2 separate regions of the Neogale vison genome follow, and region 2 is linked to region 1. Evidence: chromatin contacts called from public Hi-C data. All regions are on one chromosome and are shown on one strand. Each heading gives the region's core, a stretch centred on a gene start, on an enhancer-like site or on the middle of the called end of the contact. The rest is flanking DNA. Distances are from core to core; before and after follow the strand shown.

What was found. A called contact is a pair of places that touch in the nucleus more often than the background predicts.
Region 2: a contact with region 1 is called in a Hi-C map of fibroblasts, with 4 times the contacts expected there. The contact joins the promoter of DDIAS here to the promoter of PCF11 in region 1. A contact is called at or near these places in 2 of 3 Hi-C or Micro-C datasets (fibroblasts and muscle).

Annotation. Positions count from the first base shown.
Region 1 is chr7:140,796,075-140,803,384 of ASM_NN_V1, forward strand. It overlaps PCF11 (pre-mRNA cleavage complex 2 protein Pcf11), which reads right to left and starts at 4,020. Exons shown (of 16, transcript XM_044258428.1): 1 at 3,533-4,020. The coding sequence starts at 3,724.
Region 2 is chr7:140,984,112-140,991,421 of ASM_NN_V1, forward strand. It overlaps DDIAS (DNA damage-induced apoptosis suppressor protein), which reads right to left and starts at 3,696. Exons shown (of 7, transcript XR_006385653.1): 1 at 3,618-3,696. LOC122912538 (lysosomal Pro-X carboxypeptidase) reads left to right here and starts at 3,767. Exons shown (of 10, transcript XM_044258438.1): 1 at 3,767-3,806; 2 at 4,858-5,040. The coding sequence starts at 4,873.

The sequences.
Region 1 (7,310 bases), core at 2,770-5,269:
CAATGATCTTTAGTTGAGCATATAAAGTAAGCTCAGAACTACAAGAAAAACTGTAACCTTTAATACATTTAACATTCAATGGAATGTCAGGTTCATATGGTAAAACAAAAACAAAAACAAAACCTGTGTTTTAAGTGACCACAGGGTAATAGGGGTATTTTCTGTAACCCAAGTGTAAGTTTTTGTGACATTAACTTATTATAGTGTGCATAGACTCAATGAAGTTTCCAGACTTCTGGCAGAAACCCTAATTTCCATAGGCATATTTTATATGTTAAAGTCTATCATACTTTTGTTACCTGTAAAATCATTAGGATTACTTCTCTATAATCCAATGAACAAAGAAATTAAGTACACTTCACATATGAAGTTAATGGCAAAAAACACTCTTGCACATGAACATGCAGGAAGGTGCAAGTTGTTACTGATACAAGAAAAACTGGATGGAGCAGCTGCTGAGTCATGTAAATCAGGTCGAACTTGACTCTGGAAACCAGGTTTTGTCCTGAAGATTTTCTTCACAGCATGGACTCTCCGTCGAAATATTTTTCCTCTGACATGCACAAACCAGAGTTTCTAAATTTGTGCAAAGCCAGTGTAGTGATGCTGATACAGGTAGCCCTTTCCAAAGCAAAGCAATGTTGCCCCAGTTCAACTGCAATGCCTACCCAGCACTGGCTTTTAGAATGTACAGCAAATTTCCAGAAAGCATCAGCAGGTTCACAGACTTGAGGAGCATTAAGACACACCATATAAACTAAGTGTTAACTCCAGCTCCATAGGAGCACCCATGATTTAAAAACAAAAACAAAAAAAGTCATCCCCATTTATCCATCCCATGTGTATTGGAATCTTAACCCTGAACAAAACTTACCCATAGCTACCTGTAGCTAGGGTAGGCTCACAGTTCTGCAGTACACAATGCCATTATTTCACAAAACCAATTGCCCATACAAGTGTGTGGAAGTGCTCTTGCTTCTGATAACACCTTTACAAAGTTGGCCAAGGAAACCCTCGAATAGCTCTGTATGAAAAATTTCTTTACGGTCCTTTCTAATTAAAGGGTTCACAAGGCCACTGCATGTGGGTCAACTAGTAAATATCAACATGTCAAATGCTTTATTGCTGTGTCTTTTTCTTACCATGTTATGTTTTACACCATTTTAGTCATTGTTGTACTTATGAAGACAGGCTCTCTTTAAAACCAAAATCTGTTCAGTAGGCTAATTTTTTATTGTACAAGTGAATCCTGTATGTAATTTTTTTTCACTACTACTGCCTCATGGGAAGAGTTAAATTAGGTGTGAATCCTTAAGTTTAGTAACGCTGAGACGCTAAGAGAATAAGGACACAAACATTCGCCTCCAGAAAACACAAAACCAAGCCAGTTTGCTACCAAATGACAGAAAATCCCTCCCCTCACCCTCAATCCCAACCCTGATTATTTCCCCGGTGACTTTTACATCTTTTCCTCAACCTGGCTTTCCAAAAATAACCAGGAAACGTGTGCCAAAAAAAAATTAAAAAAATAAAAAATAAATTCAGCTTTTATCAGCAAATAGTCCATCTATTTTCACCACTCTGTGTAGCCATACACAAATACAAATTTTAATGTGGTCACTATAGTCAGCATTTAGTTTTCACTTCTCGAAGGTCTTCAGGATCCATTAAAAACCAGCAAGGAAACTGTGGAGTGACAATCTAAACTGCTAAATATTAGGCTCTGTGGATATTAGTAATCCCGAAGATACTAGGTAATTAGATTTTTTTAATCAATGTTATTTTTTTTTAAAGTGCAGTTTCTTTTTAAAAAGGCATTCAATGTCAAGTTAAGCCTTCAACAAGGCAGAAACTAAGTCTTCACGTCCAACATGTTTGTGGTATCAATAAAAAGGATGTTGAGTATGAGGAATGCTTCCTTCTTAAGTCTCATACTTTAAAAAAAAGAACAATAGCTGTTTCAGACATTCACAGGAAAAGGTGAATGAAGACTTGTATTTTAGCTGTCAGACTGAGCATGACAAACTTGTTGGGCCCTTAAAAACAAAACAAATAACCTTTACTTTTTGTCCTCTTTAAATTAAGGAATGAAAGGACCACCTGAAACCGTGTATCTTGTGAACAGATTTACCCAAAAGAGTGGATGGAACCTAAAGAATGAACCCAAGTCACTTAAAGACTTTTGTTTAAAACACACAACCACGTAGATAAAAATAAGTTCTTGGAAACAGATTCTACACCTTACAAAGGTAAATAAAAAAGACAAGTACATATTTTATATGTTTTATTCACAAATTTTATAATACCAGTCACACATTTCAAAACCATTTATTAGAGTCAGACCACTCAGTTGTACACTAGACAGAAACCGCCTCTAAACAATATATTGGTGGTTGTTGTTAAAGTGGCCTTTTAAAAGGGGTTCACTCTGCTAAAAGGAGGCTCATCCTGTTAATTTCAATCACTAACAACTAGAAAAAACTAAACCGTAAGTACAAGCTTGAAAAATAACTTAGAACGTAATACTGGGAAGCTATTAAAACTCATTATGGTAACTAAGTTTAACAGTAACTTAAATGACATATCGCTCCCACATGAATCCACAGAAGAGGAGGACTACAGGGAAATAAAGGGTGGCAGAGGACCACTTCTGTCAAGGGGTGAAGAAAAGCACGTCTTCACTATCAGGGAAGGGAGGAAAAGAGAAAAGGAAGAGGAGGAGGGACTGAACTTTTCAAAAAAAACTACAAGTTACGTGTTACCCACTGGGCCAGTTCTCCACCTACAGGTTGGATAAGATCTCCTCCCCCCACCCAAACCCCACCCTCACCCCCATTTCCCGTATTTTGGGGCAAATTAGACCCTCCGATAGGAGAATACAATTTACATCTAGCCGCCCCCACCCCAAAACGGGGCTGACGGGTGTGAGCAGCTGCCTGGCTGGCAGGGAATGGATTCTCCTCTCTTCCCTTTCGCATCATGTGCTTTTCAGGCGCCATGTTGGGCTCCTAACAGGCGGCTGCTCCACTCGGGGCCAATTCCCTATTCCCACCCACCAACAGCTCGCTCCCAGGTCCCCCTTCACCTCCTTCCAACCCACAGAGCACAATTACCCAAAAGGGTACGGGGGGGGGGTAGGGGGGAGGACTGGGAATAGGAGACCCACCACCCCACCCTCCCGGGGGTTTAAAATGGTTTTAACTCTTACTTCCCCACACCACAAACTGCCTTTTAAGTCTCCCCCTCCCCAAAGGGCTCTATTCAAAGCGTGAGTGTCGGGATATACAATGCGGTGGCCTAAATAGGGAGTTGGTAAGCGGAAGTGGGACTCCACCCTTTATCCTCCCCACTCCCTCCCCCACGAGAGAGGCCCACGCTCGAAGCCTGGGCCAAAGACCGAGCCTGAGTTGGAGGTGGAGGGTTGGAGAGGAGGAACACTGTCCCCCTTTGGATGGAAGCGAGACCTGGGATGAGGCTGACACTAAAATCAGGGAGTATTAGAAGAATAGGAGGCTGCGGGGTGTATAAAAACCTTGGCGGTTTGGGCCTCGATGAGAGAGACGATCTCCTTGGCGAAGGGCAGGTTCTCCTCGGCTAGAATGGTCAGCATATTGATGTGCGGTTTGCTATTGAAGGTCAGGTCTTCGAGTGATGATTGATAATCCCGACAGGCGTCCTCCCGGGCCCCCGCAGTACCGGCCTCGGCCGGCGTCTGCTCTGACATTGCGCCGCGGCCCCCCTCCGAGGTCCGCCGCAGCTGAAGCTGAAGCCGCTCTCGACACCCCGCCTCCCTTCCGACTCCTCTTCCTCTCCCCGGGTCTCTCGCGGCTCCGGCTTCACCACATGCTGACCGCGGAGGGGGGTTGGGGGACGACACAGGGGGAACCTCGGGTATGAAACGCCGCCGTCTCAAGGGTGATCTCCGTCCACTTCCAGCCGCCACAGACGCTTCTTTCTCCACAGACACAAAATGGCGGCGGTAGTGGCGGCTCCAGCTCCGAAAATGTCTGTGTTCCCAACCGCTGCGTCGTGCGAAATGAGCAAGGGGAGGGGAAATGTGCGGTAAAAGGGCGGGGCCGTTGGAAACGCCAGGCGTGATTGGCTCAGCCAGCAACGTCACAAGGCCCGCCTTCGGGCCTTCCGCAGGACGTCCTGGTACCGCCTTCTTCTACAGGCCCTACCCGGGCTTTCGCAACACCTCCTGTTCAGAGGTGCGGTAAAAAAGACGGCCCCTCTCATTGGCCGATTCATAAGAGACTGTTCGGTCATTTGTTACCATAACAACCCATTCAGGGAGGCCAATAGGCTTGGGGAAGGCTGTTCCCGTGGCCCAACCCTACCAGTTTAAGGGAAAAGCTCAGCCGTTCCCCGTCTTCGTCCCTCCCTCCTCAATCCTCTAGCCACTGAGCAATTCCGTCAATCGTCCTACCTCCCTCCTGCCCGGCGTCCGCGGCCCAGCAGTGGGGGCCGAGGGGAACCAAGGTTTTCAGCCCGCCTCACCCTTCCTCGCTGCTTGTGATTCAGGTGCTTCTCATTGCGAGAGCCAGGGAGGGTCCAGCTGCGGGGCAGATTGTCACTCCCGGAGCCGAGACCCGGAATGAGATGCTGAATTACCCCCGACCTGAGGAAGAGTCGTTGGAAATGGACTCCAGCACAGTGCTTCCCACAAACAAAAACATCTAGGCCGGCTTTCTTGAGTCGAATCCCTAGGAAAATGCTTTTATTTAAGAGGTTGTGTGCAAAAGGCTTTTCCCTAGGGATTTGGCGATCTGGGGGAGCCTGCCCAGATTTGTAGGAAGGGTTGTTCACAATGGCCACATCCAGCCTCGAGCCTGATAGCTTCTCTCTCTCGGGCTTCACTTTCGAAACAGCCTAAGAATACGCTATTTGGGGCACGCAGGGAAAAAAATACACATTTTTCTTGCAAGTGTCTTACTAGACCTTTAAAATCCTGTTTGGAGGCTGGTAATGATGGTCTCGAAACAAAGCATTCAATAGTTCCGCCGTGGAGCTTCATCATAGCACGACAAACTGAGAGGGTGTGTTTTGTTTTGTTTTGTTTTGTTTTGATGTAGTCTAAAAAAAAAATAAAGGTATTAATTACATAAAATTTGCTTCACGATTGTCCTCCTTTGACTACTAGGCTCTGCAGAGATAATTTGTTCCCTCGTAGAAACCGCCCTTAATGAATTCCTTTATTTGTCGCATATAAAGAAACATTTTCATGTCTCATTTTTGTTTGGCTTTGAGTTTTTTAAAGCAACTTTATTGAGGTATAATATACTGTAAACTACACATACTTAAAATGCACAAGACTGTTTGACATGATAATGAGCTTGCATGTGATACCTCATATGAATGAGAAGTAAAAACCTGGGGAAGCGAGTGGTCTTTTCTCGTTTGAAGCTAAGAAATATTGTTGAATAGGTTTTATGGATTTCAGTAATTTCATACCACAGTTAGTGGTGATATTTGTTTATTTAAGTAGACTCTAGCCCTCCCCCCCTGGAGCCAGGGACCTGAACTCACCACCCTGGTTTTAATACCTGAGATGAGATCAAGACCCAACCACCCAAATGAGCGCTTGTGGCTATTTAGATGTCATAGACACAGTTAAAGGAACTTTCAAAGTTCCTGTTTTCTGGAGGGAAATGTGGAGGTGAAGTAATCCTCCAATAGTTTTCCTTGTAATTTTAAAGGCGAATATAGTTACTAAACTTTGAGTTATAAAAGCTGTCTATCTTTAGGGCACCTGGGTGGCTCAGTGGGTTAAAGTCTCTGCCTTCGGCTCAGGACATGATCCCAGGGTCCTGGGATCAAACCCAGCATTGGGCTTTCTGCTCAGCGGGGAGCCTGCTTCCTCCTCTCTCTGCCTACCTCTTCTGCCTGCTTGTGATCTCTCTCTGTGTCAAATAAAATAATAAAATCCTTAAAAAAAAAAAAAAGCTGTCTATCTTTTGTTATTTGTTGATAACCTGTTAACAGCCAAGTGCGCTTTAAAAAAATGTTTTCGGGGTGCCTGGGTTGCTCAGCTGGTTAAGCACTAAACTCTTGACTTTGGTTCAGGTCATGAGTTCAAGGTCCCTATATACATCCTTTCTTCAGGCTCTGTGCTCAGTAGGGACTCAGCTTGAGAATTTTCTCTCTCTTCTCTGACTTTCCCTCCTGTTTGTGTGGGCTCATGCTCTCTCTCTGTCTCAAATAACTAAAATCTTTTTTTAAAAATTAAAGATGTATTTACTCATTTGAGAGAGAGAGAGAGCATGCACACAAGTGGGGTAAGGGGCAGAGAGAGAGAATATCAAAGCAGACTCCAGCTAAGCCAGGAGCCCAACATGGGTCTGGATCTGACAACCCATGAGATCAGGACCTGAGCTGAAACCAGGAGTCAGAGGCTTAACCAACTGAATCACCCAGGTTCCCCAGTAAATAAATCTTTTAAAAAAATAAAGGGGCACCTGGGTGTCTCAGTCATTTAAGGGTCTGCCTTCTGCTCAGGTTATGATCCCAGGATCCTAGAATCGAGCCTGGTACAGCGGGGCTCTCTGCTGAGTGGGGAGCCTACTTCTCCATCGTCTTCTGCCTGCCATTCATCCTGCTTGTGCTCTCTCTATCAAATAATTAAATAAAATATTTTTAAAATAATAAAAAATTATGGTTTTCAAAGCTCTTATTGGCTTCTATTGTATCCCTCACATAGTGCACTGAATCAACAATATATGCTTGACATTTAAATCAAATTGGTGTATCCTCAAAAGGCAAGAAAAACTCAAGTGCTATAGCACTCTTTTTCAAATCATGTGCTAAACTACAACAAGAATCTTTTTTGTTTGCTTATTTCATTTTTAAGTAAGCTCATTGCCCAACATGGGGCTCAAGCAGTCAACTGAAGATCAAGAGTTGCATGCTCTACCCACTGAGCCAGCCAGGTGCCCCAAGAATTTTTTTTTTGTACCCTTAGGACAGACCGCAGATTAGATAATTAGTATTTTTAAATATGCAAATGAATGAATACAAACTTCCCCCATAACAGTTTCAGTGCCAATTCTTTCATCAGAATATGCAACTAATGCATACACTCTTTTCATCAACCTTAAGCCCCAGTTATCTGCCCTCTCTATGCTAGGTGCCATGGTGAACATGGTATGCCCTTTGCCAGGCCTTAATGAAGTTTATAGTCCAATTTTATAATCTCATGGAATAATATGAAAAAGGACTGCATCTAACAAGGAAATAGAGGATATACCAGATCTCTTTTCAAAAATCAAACCCACTAATTATTGTGTTTCCACAAAATATGAAGCCTTTCC
Region 2 (7,310 bases), core at 2,446-4,945, 190 kb after region 1:
GATGAGGTCCTCTATCTACATTCTTTTTAGGCAGTTATGGGGGGAACTAAAGGGCTCTTCTTGAATCTTCTGGGTTTTGATTGCTTTTTAACTCAAAATAATCTTCATGACAGAGTGCCCCATCTTGGGGCAGCCTCTATACTTCCAAAACTGCTCTTGCTGTGCAAGAAAATCTGTCACATTGTTGCTTTCAGATCTCCTGTTTCATATTACACAGGGCCAAGAGGCCTCAGCTATTTTAAGTTATTCACTTAAAACTATCTAATGGTCACCCTTGAGGGTGCATACTTGTCTAATTTTTCTAAAAGTAGTCAAAACAAGTCCTTGATAAATGATTTACTGACATTAACATGAAAATTCTGGAAAGGGATGAGAAGGCAGGAGACAGAAAACTAAACAACTAAAAAACAAAACCTCTTTTATTTGGAGAAATATTGGTGAAAAATACTTTAAAAACACTACCCAAGAAGAGGCTGCTGTCTGGCTCAGTCTGTAGAGCATGTGACTCTTAATCTGAGGGTCATGAGTTCAAGCCTCATGTTGGGTGTGGAGCCTATTTAAAACAAAACAAAATAAACCCTAACAACAATAACAAAAAATCCAAGAACCACCCAAGAAATTCTTAGTGAGTACAACAGTTTGTCTATTCAATTTGTGGTAAATGTAATACTATTTTAGGGATGGGGAGGAGGAAAGAGTTACAAACAAAAAAACACAGGCTTTTGTGTTCAAGACACTTATAAACTGTTGGCTAAAGACAGTGTGTAACTACTAAGGAAGTAACACAAAGGTACATACAATATCTGCAAGCTCCAGACTTCCACACCCAGGGGACAGTTATGGAGAGCCAACTATTTTGACTTCTCATAGATATTTCAAGTTTTAATAGGTAAAAAACTTGAATTCTTAGTTTCCTCTTAAACTTCTTTGTAAAAACTACTTTTAGACAACAGGCTTGAGCAGAGGTATGTACAGCAAGGCAAGAGAGTCCAGTGACCACCTGGCTGAATACAGTCAAGCCTATCAGGTGACCTACCTCAAAATATCCATCGTCCCTAACAGACCAATGGGCTACTTACAACCAGGAACAGTTACCCCTAACAGACCAATAGGCTACTTACAACCAGGAACAGTTACCAAAAAGTTCCAAAGTACCAAAGTACCAAAAAGAAAAAATTCTGTATGTCTCCATACCTCTTCACCTTCCTCCTTGAGATAACAGCCCCACTTTCTTGTGGCGGACGTCTCTTCTTTGCTGTCCTGCCTGCCATTGGTTTGTGGTATATTCAATAAACTATCTCCTTTGTGCTGTCTTGGGTGAATTCTTTCACTGCCTGTGCTACCCATTTCCAACGGATCATTGCCCCACATCTGGAGGTCCCAATCTGATCAGACAGACACCACATTCTTTTTTTACAGTTTTCTCCATCTCAGCAAATGGCACTACTCTCCAATCAGTTAAGTCAGGTCAGTTACCTAGGAATCATCTTTCATTCCCTTTTCCCTCAAATCCCACATTATACCCATCTGTATGTCCTCGGATCTATATCCATATCTAAAAACCACCATCCACTTCCCCCCATATATTCTGTCACCACCTTAATTCAAACCACCATCACCTATTACTTCTGCTGCTGCAATAGCCTCTTAACTGCATGATCTGGTCGGCGCTCATCTCTCAAGGCCCATTTCACCACTTGTCCTTTCTGAACACATTTCAAGCAGCACCGGTCTTTCCTTATGTTCTTCAACACTAAGGTGCCAAGCTCTTTTCTACCTTAGGGCCTTTGCACAACCTATTCATTCTGGAATGTTCTTCCTTCTAGTGCATGGCTGGATCATTTTCATCTTTTAGGCCTTACTCTAAGAGTCAACTCCTCTGTTAAAAAGAAAACCACAGACCCCAAATCGAGTCCATTTAGGCAGGGTCCCCAAATCGATGTTTAATACCTAACCTAATTGCAGTTTTCAACCTTTCCGCAGAAACAATAGTCTTAACTGGTCAGTTACGGGTTTTCCGGATCAAAGCCAACAAGGGCTCCCTCCATTTTATCAAAGGTAATCAGCATGGTAAGACTTCCGGCTCCCCCACCAGCAGGGAGAGTGACCTTGCTTGGAACAATCCTTTCTTTTGCTAAAAACTTTCTAGCCCTACCCTCTTTCCCATAAAAACCTATTTTGTACAACCCTCCCGGAACACCCTTCTACTTGCTACTAAGATGCTACCTGAATCATTTAATAAAGCTGAATAGATCTTCAAATTTACTTGGCTGAATTTTGTGTTTTAAGACCTCAGAAAGGCCATCCCAAACCAGCCTAACTCAGTTTCCCATTATCCTTAACTCCATCCATCAAAGGTCTAAGTTGTATTTGGTGAGCAATCTAACTTGTTCACCATTTTAATACCAGTACCTAGTAACTCTTGGCAAAGGAAGACACTTAAAACTATCTGCAGAATGAATAACTACTGGGTACCAAATGACCCAGTCTTGCAAGGTCAGGAAAGGCTTCCTGACTTAATAAAATACAGGTTAAGAAAGGAGTAAAAATTGGCCAAGGTGGGGATGGGGTTAGGTCTGGAGGTGAGGTGAGTTGATGCATTTGAGGAATTGAAAAGACGTTCCTTCCACAGGGCTGGAGCATAGGGCTAGAGTGGTGAGAAACAAAGCTCAGAGGTGGGCAAAAGCTAGATGAGAAAGGCCCTGTAAAATATGTGAAGGATTTAGACTTAAACCTGAGGGCAAATAGGAGGCAACAAAGGTTTTAAATGGAGTGGGGGAGGGGTGCCCTGATCAGGTCTGCGACTTATCTTACAGCCTGGCAAAGCGGAGACTGGATTGGAAAATAACACCATTGAAGTAAGAGCCGCTGGGAGGCTAGACGCCTACCTATGTAGCAGTCTTGGTGTTAATTGTATGCATCTGAGAGATAAGCCGAATATGAGACAAGGAAGGAATCTTGAAAACTCTTAAATTTCCGGTTTGAGCACACTGATAAGCACTTTTCCCTCTAGACCATCAAAGCAGTTTGAAAAGACCCATTTTCCGGCACCCGGGTGGCTCAGTCGGTTAAGCGTCTCCGTTGGGCTCAGGTCAGAATCCCAAGAGTCCTGGTATCGAGTCCCGCACTGGGCTACCTCCTTGGCGGGAAGCCTGCTTCTCCCTCTGCCCTTCGCCCCACTCTTGTGCTCTCTCTCACTATCTCTCTCTAATAAATATGTAAAATCTTAAAAAGAAAGAAAGAAAGAAAGAAAGAAAAAGACCCTTTTCAGCACGCATTACTCGGCATAGCCCGCAAAATCTCTTAATTCTGAGCACCCCCAAAGCAGGAGTAGTACTTTCCCTCTTTGTATTACCGGTTCCAGACGCTCACCCACATCTAGCTCGATGGCTTAGTAAATGTTGAGTAAACGCTAGTTGAACTCTTATCCACAGCAGTGCCTAAAATTTAAATGACTGACCTTTTTCTCTTTACTCTCAGAAACCTTTTACAGAAAAGACTAACTCCTGAAAAAAATAACATAGAATGTTCTAATTTTCATTTATAACGACATTGAGGACCTCGTTAGGAGTCTCGCCCTTTGCGCGTCCCGAGAATCTCTTCCCATAGTTTCTTACCTGAAGCAGAGGACGGAACCTGCCCGGGCAACGCTCGGTGGTGCAGACCCCAGGGCTCAGCGACCAGCCAGGCGCCTTCCAATCGAATCTCCCGCGTCCTTTTCCGCCGGAAGTGACGCTTTGGCAGTAGTTCCTCCCAGCCAATCAGAAGAAGGCGCCGCCGAGGGTGGAGATTGAACACTGCGTTCTGTGAGTTTTTGGGAACGACCATTTTCGTCAAACTCTGGGTAGAGACAGGGTTTGGCGAATGTTCTTCTCTGACTAGTGGAGTCGTGGTGTAGTCTATAAAGTTGGTTTTGGGGGTCGTATAGGGATCCCAGGAGGTGGTGGTAGCACCCCTCCAGTCGGGGCTCAGCGGGGTCACTGGAAGGAGGAGTGGAAGCTGAGTAAAGGGGTTGGTGGCGCGGTGAAGACGGAAGGGGGTGAGGAAGCGGGACCTGAATGGGGCTATCCCGAGCCGGGAGAAGAAAGGGGGCGTATCCTGGAAGAAGGGACCAGGACGTAACTTGACTCGGGGCTATGTGGGCCCCGGCGCCTCCAGTTAAGGGATGGGTTATGTGGGCAACATGGAGTTTTGGGGTGACCCATGAACAGAGTACCACAGGAGGTGGTTGACTGACTTAATGGAAGTGGGGTGCAAGGAGCCAGACCGAGCGGTCTGCGGAGTGACGCAGTGTAAGTCTCTACACCTGTCTTGGGGCCTCAGTTTCCTCATCAGTTAATGGGAGGGGCGATCATACACGACACACTGATGCTTACGTTAAATGAGTTGGTGTGTGTGCCGTTATGCCTAGCGGTATAGGGACCTTAGAGAACGCTCAAGAAATTGTCATGGTAGCTATTATTATTATCATATGGGTTTGCGGAGGGCAAGGGGTGTGGCAATGGAATTGAGGCCGGCAGGGAACAGCCGGAAAGGTGGATCTGTGGAGCGCTCTAGGAAAGGATGGGATTCTGGCGGTCAGGTAGGAGGAAGTCCAAGGATGGTAAAGGTCGGCTTGGGTTGTAACCGCGATGAGGCTGGACTCTAGAGGGGCCTGCACGAGACGAACAAGAAAAGTTGCCGCGCCCTCGGGTTCGGGGGCGGTATGGTTTGGGTGACCAGGTGTGGGCGGTGTTGCCGCGGGGTGAGTGGCTTTGGGTTACAGCGGGGAGGAGCTTATCTGCGGTGGGCGGAGCTGTGGTTGGGCTTGGCTCTAGCCCGCTGCATCTACCGGTCTTGCTCCCACCCGCACTGCAGCCGCCAGCCTGAGGCATGGGGCTTCCCACCGTCCTGCTCCTGCTCTTGGCTATCCTGACGCCCGGGGCCGCCTTCCATGTACCGCCGGCCATGAAGGCCCTCAGCAGCCTGCGCTGGTCAGCCAGTTCCACATTCCGCCGTACTGTTGCCAAGAATTATTCGGTTCACTACATCCAACAGAAGGTAAGGCGGAGCGGGGTGGGCGTGGGGGAAGGCGAAGTTCCGAAGTCTCCCGTGTAATAGACCCGAGCCTAGGCACCGTAGCCCACCCGGACTTTCGGATCCCTAATGCCTAGGACTTGTTCGATCTTTGGCTCACAGCTCCCAGAGGGTGACACTAAGTTTCAGTTCTGTTTAAAATCTCTCCTCCCGTTACCAGTAATGTAACATCTATACTGGCTCCACACTTTCTTCTGTAATTGGCTATGATAGTCACTTCAACTTCTGCTCTCAGAATTCAAATTCTGAAAAATCTTCAAATTCTGCCCTAATTCAAATTCCCCTGACCTCCCGTCAAATTAAAATTATTTAATGCCAACTCTGGCTCCTACTCCGTGGTGACAGTCATCCTTTGTCCCTAAGCAGCCTCTAAATACACGTTTCCAATATCTTACTAGGTAATATTTAGTATTCAACCTAAAACGCAAGCCTGTCATCTCTTGCTTAGCTCAAAGTTGATTTTGTGACCCTTTGATTAAGAGTTTTTAACCATTCCTATTCTCCATAAGACTGAACTTATGTGTAGCCCATGCTTGTAGAGGAAATAGTAGAAGAGAGTCAAGATTTGAGGGTGGGGATTAGCATTTCTGTGGTTCTGAAGCTTGAGTTTAGAAGTTTAAAAGAGCCTTGATGCTTGGCTGAAGCATAAGGCACTCTGACAAGCCTGGATAAAAAAGTACATCCTGCGTAAAATGACAGGATCTCTTATGGCTCTTTATTTCTGGGAGACTCTGTAAAGATAGGCAAAGTTTAGGGAAATGTATGGATTAGAAAGAATTTAAGAGTCTGAGATTTGGCTTTTGGAGTTGAACAGAACAGCATACCACTCTGTTAGCTCTGTGACCTTGGGAAAGATATAGTACTTCTCTGAACCCAGTTTCTTGGGGTGCCTGGGTGGCTCACTAGGTTCAGGGTCCGCCCTAGGCACTGGTGGTGATCCCTAAGGTCCTAGGATCAGGTAGGGCTCCTGCTTAGCAGGAGTCATCTTTTTCCTCTCCTGCTCCTCCTCCGCTCTTGCTCTCTCCAGCTTGCACGCTCGCTCTCTTTCTCTCTCAAGTAGATAAAATCTTAAAAAAAAAAAAAAAAAAAAATGAACGCAGTTTCTTAATCTGGGGATTTATAATGGTTAAATGGACAGATGACAAGTCCCCAGCAGAGAATTTGGCCCTAAATTTTGAATTTTGGTAGAGGGATCGTATGAATTTGTAACTTATAAGAAATTATTTTTAACCCAGAAATTTAAATTACGGTTTATGAGGAAGAGAAAGCATTTTATTTCAGTAGGGGTACCAGGAAACAGGGGACTTTTATTTTTTAATTTTTGAAAAGGGACTTTTATTCAGACAACTTATTTAAATTAAATCTGTAGGGTACTGTTCTTCATTTGTAAAATGAGAGGGTTGAATAAGGAACAGCAAAGTACACACTCTACTGAGGAAAATTAAGGGCTTTGGGGGAGCTATCTCAGGGTTGGTGGGTGAAGGCCCAAGTGGAGGCCAAGTTAGAGTGTTCTAGCAACCCTCTCTTCCTGAACACTTTGAGCCTGAGCTTTGTGCTTTGGTTTATTTCATATATTGGGATTTTATATATGATTATTTGCAGAGTTTTACTGATAAAGTAAAATTGAAGGGGAACTACTGGAATGAGGATCTCTGAAATCTTTTTAAAAGTGATGAAGGGGCACCTAGGTGCTCAGTTGATAAAGTGTCCCACTCTTGATTTTGGCTCAGATCTTGATCTTAGGTCAGTAGGATCAAGCCCCATATTGGGCTCCCAGCTGAGCATGGAGCTTGCTTAAGTTTCTCTCTCTCCCTCATCCTCTGTTCCCTCCCCACACTTGTGCACATGTGCTTGTGCTATCTCCGCCCCCTCCCAAAAAGAAAATAAGAAATGATGAAAAAGAGAAGTGTCAAGAGAAAAGGGGGAACAAAAAGGAGGAAGAGACCAAATGATCTGTGAGCCCTTAATTTATATTCCTTCATTATACATTCTTTTCTTGACCACTTACCTATTTAGAAATAAAATTTAAGATCGGTCCTTTTTCCATTTTTGGTCATTTGATAAATCTGACTTTACTCAGCCACCTTGCCCTCTGACTTAGTTTATATTTTAGGACACAGATTCCACATACATGTTTATTACTATAATAATAATTTTCCTTACACCAACTCCAGCTGAGCTTTATTTCATTTTTTGAGAAAACTTCCACATATATATTTATTACATAATAATGA